2 separate regions of the Sus scrofa genome follow, and region 1 is linked to region 2. Evidence: chromatin contacts called from public HiChIP or PLAC-seq data. All regions are on one chromosome and are shown on one strand. The core of a region is the stretch at or near the end of the contact, and the rest is flanking DNA. Distances in the headings are between cores, read along the strand shown.

Region 1 (3,143 bases), core at 417-2,916, 92 kb after region 2:
CAGGCAGGTATTGTCTCAAGGCCCTGGAGCCTGGAGGTCCAAGATGCAGGGTCGGCCGGGCCGGTTCCTTCCAAGGGCTGCGCTGGAGAAGCTGTACCAGCGCCCCAGCCTTCTGGTGGCTGCTGGCAACCTTTGGCTCCGAAGTTTGCAAAAGCATCACCTCATCTCTGCCTTCCTCCTCACGTGGCGTTCTCCCGTCCGGGTCCAGATTTCCTCTTCTTGAAAGACGCCAGTCGCGTCAGACTGCCCCGCCCATGAGCCCCTTTAACACCCTCAGCTCCGAAGGCCCTTATCTCCAGTCCCACGTCCTGACTCGGGAGGCAGTGCGCGCCGACCACAGTGGACCTGTTTCAGGAGCGACTGGCTGTTCCTTGGCTGCAGGGCCACAGCTGCCACCGCTGAGGCCTGGCAGAGCATTTGCCCCGCGGGCAGAGGGCCCCGCTCTGGGGCTCAGAGTTCACACGTGGTCCAGAGACGCCCCCACTTGGAGCTGCTCCCATCGTCCCTCCACATGCCTCTTCCTGGACTTCCTCGCCCGGACCTTCCAGTCTTCCTTCCTCTGGCCCCTGAGCACCAGCCTCAGCCTTAGCCCTGCCCGGGCTTCCACAGGGACCTGACCTTGGGCCGCTCTTGTTGATTAGACGCCCAGCCTGAAGCCCTGCCTGTTGGAGGCGTTCTCCCCGCTGGTGTTCAGGGCCCCCTTTTGGGGTTCCAGGGAGCTGGGGTTGCGCCCCTGTGCCTCACTGACCTCCCCGTAAACCACATTAGCTGGTGAGGACACCCGTCTGACCCCCGAGGTGCTTGTGGTCTGAGCAGAGGCAGACAAGCAAGGGGACCAGGCCACCTACGCATGCGTCCTCAGACCCCAGCTGAGGACCTGGCGGGTTTGACGGCCTCTGGTCCCTTTTAGGTGGCATGGTCACCTGGTGTCCTCTGGCCTGAGGCTCTGTCTCTCCCAGATCCCCATAGCTGATACCCAGGAGCTGTTCCCAAATAGGGCATTATTCTCCACTGCCAAGGACCGGCCCGGCCCCAGCGCTATGGTGACTCTGAGTGATTCTTCTCTTGGGATTTGCCACAAACTCCATCTTTTCCCGCCACACACCCTCCAAGAAGCTGCTGGGCTTCACGGCAACTGCACACGCATTGGGTTCGGTTAATGGGGCACTGGGAGATGATGCTGGGCTTTTGAACCCCAGCATCAACTGGCATAAGAGGCGGCCAGGGCAGCTTGCCCCAAATCCCATTCCCTCTGCTGGGCTCCTTCCCGCTCCAGGCCCCCTTGGAGCCTGCAGCCTTCATTGTCAGTCGACAAATGCACTGAAGCCGTATTCCTGATATGGAACGTGATGCCCCAGAACCCAAGGAGGCCCACTTCGTACAGTGCTTCCCTTTAGCAGTGGGCAGGGGAAAAATACAATAATTTGTCCCCTTCTAGGAGGCCCCAGCCTACCTTATTCCATGCGACCCCTAGAACTGATGTGTCAGGTCCCTAAACCCCCACAGGGCGAGCTTCCTGTCCTCTGAAGTACACGTCCTGCTGTGGCCTGGCCGCTTCTTGCTTTTCTGGTCCTATTAAGGTATTGTTGCTAGAGCTGATGTCAGCTCGTCCCCACACCAGCCAGTCAGTTGCGACAGGCTGCCTCTGGGCAGGACCCGAGCCAGCTCCCTCCGGTGGAGGCCGCGTCCTTGAGAGAGACTCGACTGGGAGCCGATTCAGCGCCAGTGAACAAGTGTAGGCACCACAGCTTCCAACGCAGATAGAAAGTGGGCCGCGTAACCACTGGCAGGAGTTTCAGAGCAGCCAGGACCTTCTAACGAGAGTGCCAGGGAGGCTGCAGCACCAGAATGAGGCAAGAATCTTCTGGAGGTGAGCTTCCAAGAAGCTACATCAGCAGGAAGAACAGAGCAGGGCGGGCCCTTTGCTCTGGGTAGAAGGTGTTTTGTAAATGGAACACCAAGAGGAAGCAAAGCTGTTCACCTGCTTTTTTGCTTCCGGCTTCGCCATCAAAGGGACTCATCAGACAGGAAAGGACACACGGGCCACGACGTGCAATGTCATGGGCAAATCAAGCCAGAGACGAGAGCACAGTTAAGGAGCCCGTTGGAAGCAGCTCCTACCTCCAAGGCTAGAAGCCTTTGCAGACTTGGCTGGAGACCAGGCCCTGTAACATCTGAGAAATACTTGGCGGGAGTGGGCTGCTGGAGAAGGGCCAGTGGAATGAGGGTGAAGGAAGCGCCAGGAGCCTCTGAGCAGGTTGGGATCCCTGGATCTTAGAAGTCTCACATAATGTAGCGAATCCACTAACCATGGCCCTGAGGATAAAGTTGATTCTCGAGAGATGTGCTGGGGATGAAGACCTCCCGCTGAAAACGCCATTGGGAGGTTGATGTACTGATGTACCAAGCTGGTCACCAGTGTGTGTGTGTGCAGCTGGGAGACCAGCCTGCTGTGTGCTTTTCTTGACATTCAGCACATCTTCCTTTGTTCTCTCCTCTCCTGTCTCCCAGGAGAAGCCGGGTAGCTTCTAGCCTATTCCTGTGACTCCCCTGGATCTAAGGACTTGGGGGAGTTCCTCCTTTGCACAACAGCTGAGATCTGGACGCAATTCCTCTGGCCCTTCCGCCTCCCTTCTGGCAGCTGGCCCAGAACCCAGGGGTTGGGGCGGGGAGGATCCTGTCCGTCCACACCAGTTGGCAGAACAGCCACCCAGGGCTCAGGTTAAGCCGTCTCAAAGGGCTGAGTGTGGAGATTATATTAAGAGGGGGCAGACTGATCGCTTAAAGGTGAAACCAGGAGTTACCTGGGAGGGGAGAGAGGTTAAAAGGCATCGCTTTAAGGAATGTTTCTCGCCCTCATTCTGAAGAGTATGGGCATCAGTGAACCTCCGAGGATGGAAAGTGGAGAACATGAAATCGGCAGATGTTTCAGGAACCCTATGCGGGCATCTTCATTGTCGGAGTGACCTGGACACTCAGACTCTGGTTCCTGTCCATAACTAGCCAGTCTGCTGGGAGCTCACATCGAAAGGAGTTAGTGTCCTGAAAACATGCTAGAGGGAAACACAGCACATAGATTTAAAATGTGCTAGTAGCTGCGTTTTAAAGTAAAAAGGAACAGATGAAATTAAGGTTGATAATAC
Region 2 (3,479 bases), core at 83-2,582:
TGGAGTTTCTCACAGCTTTCTCTCTGCAGACACTGACCAAATTCCCCAAATAAGAAGTGTCCCCCAAAGATACTCCTGTTTCCCCATGACGCACCAAGACCTAGGATTGAGTCCAGGCACCTTGATCTGCCCTTGGCAGCCTCAGACGAACTACCTGCCTTCTTGGGCTACTCCCCTAGAAAAGCATGGTCTTTTGGGAATCCATCAGCTTCCCACGCACAGAGTTCTCCCTACAGATGGCCATGGGCCATTGGGAGACTTGGGGTCCATGAGAAGACAATGCAGTTGAGGGTTTTTTTTTAATTGATCTGTATTTATGTCCTAACTCACTGGATGATATATATTCATGAGTATGCACAATTAATTCATTGCCACAATACAAAGTCTCAAAAGACTTTAGGAGTCACATGGTCTATTAGCATGTTCTAGAAGAGAAAGCTGTCTCAGATCCTCTCATTTTTGTTTTGTTTCTGTTTTCTTTCCTTTCAAGCCCTGGTGGCACCCATTTCTCAAGCATGCTTGGGGTAGGATCTTAGCTCTCTTCAACTGCAGTGGCCGCAGATCCCTGGTGCCTAACACCCAAGAAGTCGTAGGGGTACGAGTATGGGTAGAAACAAGCCCTCAAGGGTGATGTTGGCTTAAAAACAGGGTGAAAAAGGAAGGAAATGAGTAATTCTGAGAATCAGAGGTGAGAAAAGAGAGTCATGTGCATGTGGCTTAGTTCCTGGGCTGAGGCTCAGGTGATGGAGATGGGCTTCTGTTTGCCTATCCCAAGGGGCCATAGATGCCAAGGCTGCAATGCCCTGAACTATTAATAGTGACAGCTTGCAGCTGAGTGCAAAGAAGCAGCCCGTTGCTTGCTCCATTTCCTCCACCTGCCTGGGCAAAGACGGCAGCTGTGCAAAGAGAGAGGCTAAATATTGTCAAACGATGGATTGGGATTTCTTGGTCCAGGGAGGAACTGACTCCCATATTCTCACACACTGCGAGTCAGAGGGAGAGCTCAGGGGCTATGCCAGGCACAGCCTTGAGAATCTCAGCCTGGTGCCACCAAGAGGAAGTTAGAGCTAAGTACTTGACCTCGGCAATAAACTTGACCCATGAGAGGTCATCTCATGCCAGAGTTGAGACCAGATCCAGTTCCTTGATTCCTAATTTGGCATTTTTCCACTAACCATTCCTGCCTTCCTGACCGCAGGAGAGTAGAGAGATGTAGGGCTGTGGATTTTAAGAAAAGAAGAATCGAACCCACACCAGTACTCTCTGCAGTCTTGAGAAATCTCTACACTGGGTCACCTCTCATCATGACACACAAGAGTATTCCACATTTAGAAACTCTTTCTCTATGAACCTCTTTCACGATCCTGCCCACACACATCATTTTCAGCAGATGACTTTGTCACATACTTCCTGCAAAAAGCAGAAGTTGTCAGAGAGTCTCTTTCCTTGCCTTCAAATCCACCCCCTCTTTCTGCCTTCCTTTCCCCTGCTACAAAGGACAAATTTCCTTTCTACCTAAGACCAGCCCCTACAGTGTGGCTGAATCCCCCTGCCCCATCTCAACACTTTCATTCACGCCTTTATCTCCTCTCTTCCCCACTTATCAATTTCTCTCTTGCTATAGAACAATCTCAGTAGACTATGACCTACCTGACAATCACCCATCTTAGAAATACCCACCCCTTCAACCAACAAGATACATGCCACCACCTAGAATGGCTAAAATTCAAAATGCTGATAGCACCAAATGCTGGTAAGGATGGAGAGAAGGGAGGACCCTCCCTCATTGCTGACGGGAATGAAAAATGGTGTGGCCACTTGGGAAGGCTATTGGGTGATTTCTTACAAAACTAAACATGACACTTAAAATATGATCCAACAATCACACTCTTTGATATCTACCCATGAGTTGAAAACACATTCACCAAAAAAAAAAAAAAAAAAAAAAAAACCCTGCATGAGGATGTTTGTAGCAGCTTTATTCATAATTGCCAAACCTTGGAAGCAACCAAGACATTTTTCAATGGGTGAATGGATAAACAATTTGCGGTATACCCATACAATGGAATATTCCTCAGCATGAAGAAGAAAGGCACTATCAAGCCACAAAAGACATGGAGAAAGCTTAAATGCATATTGCGAAGTGAAAGAAGCCAATCTGAAAAGGCTATGTACTGTATGGGTCCAACTATATGTCACGCCAAAAAAAGAAAAACTGTGGAGATGATAAGATAAATTAATTAATTCATTCATTAAAAAAATAAAAATAAAAAATCAGTGGTTGCCAGGAAGGGAAGAGAAAAATAAGGAGCAAACAGATGGAGCACAGGGCATTTTTAGAAATTACTCTGCATGATGCTATAAAGGTGAATACATAACATTGGTCAAAACTCATAGAATGTAACCCACACAAGCGAACCCTAGTGTAAACTGGGACTTTGGTTAATAATAATGTAACAACACTGGCTCACCAATGGTAACAAATGTACCACATGATTACAAGAAGTTACTAGAGGAGTTCCCATCGTGGCTCAGTGGTTAATGAGTCTGACTAAGAACCATGAGGTTGCGGATTCGATCCCTGGCCTTGCTCAGTGGGTTAAGGATCCGGTGTTGCCCTGAGCTGTGGTGTAGGTTGCAGACGCAGTTCGGATGCTGCGTTGCTGTGGCTCTGGCGTAGTCTTGGCAGCTACAGCTCCAATTAGACCTCTACCCTGGGAACCTCCATATGCCACAGGTTCGGCCCTAGCAGAGGCAAAAAGACAGGAAAAAAAAAAAAAAAAAGATGTTACTAGAAAACTGAAGGGAGGCATAAAATGAGAACTCTCTGTACTTTCCAATGTAATTTTTCTATAAATCTAAAACTGCCCTTAAAAATTGCCTATTAATTAAAAAATTAAAGATTGTCACTGACCCATGAATAACTGTGGCCCATCCTCCTCCCACCCCTTTCTCTGCCCACTTTCACAATAAAAACTTCAAAGTTGTTTTCCTCTCCCCCTATTTTTGTCCCTAACCCCCTCTCCCTGTATTGGTTTCCTCTCGCTGCTATAAGAAATTAGTACAATTTTAGCAGCTTAAAACAAATTTATGGAGTTTCCATTGTGGCTGAGACGATTAAGAACCTCTGAGTATCCACGAAGATGTGGGTTCAATTCCTGGCCTTGCTCAGTGGGTTAAGGATCCAGCATTGCCTCAAGCTGTGGTAAAGTTCGAAGATGCCGTTCAGATGCCATATTACTGTGGTCATGGCGTAAACCAGGAGCTGCAGCTCTGATTCCACCCCTAGCCTGGGAACTTCCATATGCCACAGAAAACAAACAAACAAAATTACCTTACAGTTTGGGAGATCAGTCCTAAGATGGAGGTGCCGGTAGAGTTGTGTGCCTTCTGGAGACTGTAGGGGGCTATCCATGTCCTTGCCTTTTCTAGCCTCTAAAGGCCACCTGCACCCATTGGTTCATGGCTCCTACCTGCCA

The links. HiChIP or PLAC-seq counts read pairs in DNA pulled down with a chosen protein or histone mark.
Region 1: an H3K27ac HiChIP or PLAC-seq map of alveolar macrophages shows a contact between it and region 2. The contact joins two enhancer-like sites. A contact is called at or near these places in 2 of 47 Hi-C or Micro-C datasets (alveolar macrophages and liver) and 2 of 2 datasets of contacts at active chromatin or transcription factors (alveolar macrophages and skeletal muscle).

The regions. Positions count from the first base shown.
Region 1 is chr13:196,878,840-196,881,982 of Sscrofa11.1, forward strand. All of the region lies in intron 6 of IL10RB (interleukin 10 receptor subunit beta), which reads left to right. Among named protein-coding and RNA genes, the nearest start is that of IL10RB, 27 kb to the left of the region's middle. Within about 2 kb of position 1,667, at least 27 of the 83 cell types and tissues checked have an H3K27ac peak or open chromatin away from gene starts, as enhancers often do. A contact at or near this core is called in alveolar macrophages, where this site is marked.
Region 2 is chr13:196,787,634-196,791,112 of Sscrofa11.1, forward strand. The region is part of intron 1 of IFNAR2 (interferon alpha and beta receptor subunit 2); the gene reads left to right. All of the region lies in intron 4 of LOC110256370 (40S ribosomal protein S2-like), which reads right to left. Among named protein-coding and RNA genes, the nearest start is that of IFNAR2, 23 kb to the left of the region's middle. Within about 2 kb of position 1,333, at least 14 of the 83 cell types and tissues checked have an H3K27ac peak or open chromatin away from gene starts, as enhancers often do. A contact at or near this core is called in alveolar macrophages, where this site is marked.